Regions from separate parts of the Columba livia genome. Here region 1 is linked to region 2. The links are chromatin contacts, called in public Hi-C maps. All regions are on one chromosome and are shown on one strand. The core of a region is the stretch at or near the end of the contact, and the rest is flanking DNA. Distances in the headings are between cores, read along the strand shown.

Region 1 (2,700 bases), core at 130-2,629, 410 kb after region 2:
ACTAACACATTTTTTTCCTCAATTCTAAGCTTATATGCCTTGGCCAGCAAAGTAGCTGAGTCAGCCCCTGGAGATATGAACCTGTGATTCTAGAAAAAAACTCTACATTTTAATATTCAGAAAGGTGTAGTATTAAATCATTTTTCCAGCCCCAATGTCGCAATAGGGAAGTTGAGTGATGCCTTCTAAAATCAAGCAATGAGGACTCTGTGCATAAGCAAAGGTACCTATCAGGCACCCACAGATTTACTCAGTGACAAGCCAGGAAAACCTTTACCCAGAAACTGTTTTATTAACAGTATAATCACAAGTCTGTTAGCAGTCATCAGCTCTGAGCTAGCTGATGAAGTAGCAGGACAAATAAAGTCATCCTCTTCTGGTAAGGCTTTGCAGAAATAAAATATTTTTAATACCTCTTCAGCAGTGCTTGGGGATAATTTTCCTGAATAGCCAAAAAAAAAAAAAAATCCCCTAAAGCACTGTAGCCATACATTGCAGGTAGAACACAATGAGCTGAAAACTGAGCTCTTTCCTCTGTGCCATGAAGATATCTTTGTATTCCAAAGCATCTTCAACAGTCAGGGCTAAACCACCATTGGCCTCTCTTTGAAAACTTGCCACTCCCAGGTCAAGAAAATGAAACCACTGATAGCTTACACGGCCACCTTCACCCAACATCAGCACAAAGTGTCTCAGGCACATACACGATTGCTTTCCTAAAAAAAACAAAATAGAGAGAGACTGACAAAACACATATTTAGTCTCCTCCATGAAGGGATCACTTACCCCTCGGCCTTTCCCCTCAAGTGGAGAATTTTGCTGTCAATTGCTGATCATTAAATGATTAGAAGAGAAGAATTGTGAATGTAATCATTAGACTTTTATTTCTCGAGGTGTTCAGCAGGGGTTAGAAATCAGTCTCCATTAAAATATTTTTCTTAGGCTCTGTTGAATCCCAAGAGCAGAGAATAGACATGAGTAGGAGATGTTTATACAGCACTGCAGCAGAGGAAACAGGTTTTCCTTCACTAAAAGGCCAAAGTTCATTTTCTTGGAATAGTAGCATACATTCCAAAATGGTGTCTCACATTTACCAAGAGCTATCAGTGGACAAGTGAAGAAGATTTATGTCCAGATTCAAATATATTTCTCCTACATACAACAGTAAAAGGCCAGACCATTCAGTACTTAATCAGGTTTTGAGTCTGAATTTCCAGCCTTGCTTATGATCGCCACATATCTTGTGTAGGCTGATTAATCCTTCTGACTACTGATTGTAACACATGAACAGGAATCCAGAAGCCCCACCCCACATGAAATTCCAAGAAGGAAGTGTACTTTGACAATTGATTTTTGCATGTATAGACTGACTTCTTAATCCGTTACAACCTAGGGGTTTTTAATTCCTTTCAAAAAAAAGTAAAATATTGTCCCTTTTACAGTTATGGTGCTGTATACAAACAGTAACTAAAATAATTCTGTATTCAAAACGGCTAACATACTGGAAAAAAGAAATACTAACTCTTCCTTGTGTAGTTAAGAGGATTGCATAGCAGACTTTTTCCTGAAGTTGGGGAACACAATGACTCCTTACCGACTATGCTATGGAGTCCATAGGTATGAGTTTTTATAGACAATACAAAAGTTCTTACATACAAATGATTTTCTGCTTTGTACAAATTTAAAACAAAAATGGAAACAAAGCTTTGTGTTTCTCCTAGATCAGTAGTGACACCTAGTGACCAAGGCCTAAAGCAACAGCACTCGAAGAGGACCGATTTTCATAAAACTGCTGCATTACATTACAAGAAAATAATGTTGGCTGTGGACAAAACCACCTCCACAAAAACTCTAGGGTGTGGCAGGAGGACAAAAAATAAATAAATACTGGCCTTAGTTAGGGAGAGATTTAAAATTACATAGAAATGCTACATCTGCTTTAAAGAACAATGTGCTGCAATTCAAAGAGAAAGGAAGGGATGCTTTTCACAAGCAGGGCAGAAATCATTCGGACAGGTAGAGTATAATTACCCATTGAAACCTGGAAAGGCTCTGGGGCAAAGAGTTCCTACACATGAACTATGTTCACAGGACAGGGGACACCTCCTGGTTGTAAGAACCCCGGTTTTCCATTTCATCTCATCCAAAGAGGATAACAACCAGAATAGAGTGCAACGGCTCCAGCGTTATGCTTATTCTGGTACATGTTCTTGCTGATATAGGTAAGACTCACTGACACAGCTACATTAAAATAAGTTTTTCCACCCAACATGCACCAGAGAGGTCTCTATCTGGACATACTACTCTAGAACAAAAATTATTTGGTTACTGATAATTACCTGGATCAATAACCTGTGGACACAGGGTAACACTGAAAAGACTACAGTCTTCTCATAGGCCTTTCTAGTATTGGTCATGCATTCTGTTCTATATGACTAAGGAAAAGCTATGCAGGTACATGTGTTCCCCAAGTAGGTGGCTAGCTCCAATCTGTAAGCCACCTTTACTTTGTGACATGCTGTGCACATTGTAATCTTTTCCCAAGTGGCAGTAACACAGAGGCTTGGCAAGCTGCAGTAATGCTGATCAATTTCATGGGAACAGTCATTGCTTCAGAGGAGAAGGATGCCACTTCTTTCCTGAGAATCGCTTCTCCTTTCCAGCTTTTCACTGGGTTTTAAGATTCATAAAGTGCTCTGT
Region 2 (2,700 bases), core at 101-2,600:
GCAGAAGGAGGCTGAGTGGTTCCCTGGCCCCGGCCGGCACAGCATGGGCTCCTGAGCCCAGGTCGGGCTGTGTGCCGTGGGGGGTCACCCCCAGGGAACCTGCAGGAAGCCCTGACCCCTTTCAGGCTGAGCTGAACCAAAAGTTATCACAAGGCTCCTCCTCACAGTGGCGTGAAGTGAACCAGGACAGAACCATGAACGGAGTCTGGCGTCAATGTCTCCGCAAAGCACTTGGCCCAAAGCCCAGCTGGCTCCGTGGGAGCCCGTCGTGCTCCTGTGGGCATCATGCTGCAGTGGGGAGGGCAGGGAGGCTCCACGCACCCACCCTGGCAGGCACTGTGGGCAACGCTCAGCTCATGAGTGGGGACACAAAGCAGATCCCAGATCCCAGTGTACATCATTTATTTAGGCTATAACCACTGTAACCGATGGGAACAAATTGCTAGCCCTTTTCTAATGACAGCTCGGGAGAAAATGTGAGATGAAGCAGAGCTTCAGAGGGGCTTACAGAGGGTGGTGGTGGTGGTTTGCTTTACCTCTTTGGGTTTTCTGTTATTTGTCTATAAAGAGCTTATATTCTCATGAAGTTTTTTTAAATGAGTGAAAACCTAAAAAAAAATACCATGATGGCCAGGAAGTGACTCTACATCCACTGTCACCCACACGATGGAGCTCTCAGCTCAGGAGCAGGGAGGCTTTTCTTTGTGTTCGAGAAAAATGAAACGTTTGTACTCTCACCCTTTTTTAATTTTTATCTTTTGCTAATATAATGCAGATTGGCTTTATACATTATTTATGGCACTCAGAACTGGTATAGGGAATGCTGCCACTCATTTTAATGATTTAGGTATGTTTTTTATTATTATTACACTGTATAGACTTTGGAAAACCTTCATTTGGATCCCATTTAGAATACAGGAAGTTGCCCAAAGCTTGGATGTGAACCTTAATTTACTGAAATCCTTGTAAGGCTGAGAATATTTACTGCTGGCATTTATTGCTCCTGTGAGAGTCAGAGCAAGGGTGGGGGGTGGGGGAGAAAAAGAGAGGAAAGGAAAGACAACCGTAACTCCAGCCAAAAAAGCCAAGAACATATGTTGGAGCTGTGTGAGTGCAGCAGCAGGGTAATCTGCCTCTGAGCCGCTCTGCCGAGACGAGGAGGTGCCTCACTGCCTCGGAGATTCAGGAGAACTCAAACAGGGCTTGTCCTTTGGGGAGATGAGTCTACTTTTTCAAAGCCTGTCCTTATAAAGCGGGTTTTACTACCAGTTAGTACACTTGGCTTGGTGCGCTCTGTAAAGGATCAGGCCCTTTTTCTGAAGCCGCAGAAGTCGCTTTGGGCATCTCCCTGCGCTCTGCAAGTAAAGACCGTGGGGGTTTTAGCAATGCAGAGTCGCAGCGGTTCCAGGCGTGCACGAAGGAAACCCCACGCAGGATCCCTGGGCAGCCCTGGCTGGGGCGAGGGGGTTGCTGCAAACCCACCATGGTGTTGCAGGGGGCTGGAGAAGGTGACCCAGCAGCCAGCAGTAATGGAAGCAGGAGAAGATCTCTTATTTTTCCTCCTCCTTTCAGGTACTTTGTGCCTGTGCAATAATAACAAGTCTATACCAGCTTTGGTTAAAACTTGCAGAGAAAAATATTCCTAGGACAGAGGCAGTCTTTGCTCAGGCCACAAGTACAGCTGATTTCATTGGTCTCCAGCCTTTCAGAAAATAAGGGGTCTTCATTTCAGGAAAAAGAACAAGTGCCCCAGTAGTTCCCACAGTGTTTTTTTTACTTTAAAGAAAAGCAGAGCAAGATTTTTTAAATAACTTTTTTTAGGTATTTGCTTTATGCTTCCCTGTTTCTCCAGCCCCCTTTCATTCAGCTACTTAGCCTACCTTTCAGCCAGTCTCTGGTGGCCTGTTTGTCCTGCACCCCGACAGTTAAAATGGCTAATAAAGCAGCTGGCAGGAGGATGAATGAAGGGCCTACAGCAGATATTGCCCCATTGTGGAAAAACCCCAACAATTGTGAAACTTTGATATGTCTATGCTGAAATTTCCTCAGAATCCTGTATACTAATGACCAGAGATTTCTTAAATGGGAACTCTGTTTTGTGAATCTCTAAAAAAATGCAATGTTTTCTGAAGAGCAGTTTAATTTAAGAGATTGCGTATTTACATGAAATGCCCGCCCCTGTTTGTTACTGTTATTACTGAAACAGCTTTTGATGAGATACTGTTATTATTGTGAATTTAGATATACTTTGTTAGTATATAATACCAGCACTGTGAAAAGAACAAAGCGTTGCTCTACAAGGTGCACCAACGTGTGGTGAGAAGACAGTTTTTTCCCCAGCTGCTGATAGTCAGAATGTGGCCATACAGGAAAGCAGGAGCAACTGGGAGATGGCAAAAGGAGACAAAGTCAGTCTATGTAAAACTGTCCCTCTCTTATGAGCTATATACTGCGTGCAATAGTGTAGTGAGTCCTAGGTGCAAAAGATTATGGCCAAGGTATCAAATCTCAAATATAGCTCAGTTAGAGAACATGATTGAAACAGCAAGTACATGAAACTGAAAGATCTGCTTTCATGATACACTATCTAGATACTTACAGTATAATTATAATCATAATACCAGATTGTCTCCTGCATAAACACCTAACATCTCTCCAGTAAAGACCTTCTGAAGTACCTCGAAAGATGTGCAGATAGCT

Evidence for each region. A called contact is a pair of places that touch in the nucleus more often than the background predicts.
Region 1: a contact with region 2 is called in a Hi-C map of crop, with 5 times the contacts expected there. The contact joins two enhancer-like sites. A contact is called at or near these places in 2 of 2 Hi-C or Micro-C datasets (crop and liver).

Annotation. Positions count from the first base shown.
Region 1 is chr4:16,997,747-17,000,446 of bColLiv1.pat.W.v2, forward strand. All of the region lies in intron 1 of LDB2 (LIM domain binding 2), which reads right to left. Among named protein-coding and RNA genes, the nearest start is that of LDB2, 13 kb to the right of the region's middle. Within about 2 kb of position 1,380, at least 2 of the 3 cell types and tissues checked have an H3K27ac peak away from gene starts, as active enhancers do.
Region 2 is chr4:16,591,906-16,594,605 of bColLiv1.pat.W.v2, forward strand. No RefSeq gene overlaps it. Among named protein-coding and RNA genes, the nearest start is that of TAPT1, 26 kb to the left of the region's middle. Within about 2 kb of position 1,351, at least 2 of the 3 cell types and tissues checked have an H3K27ac peak away from gene starts, as active enhancers do.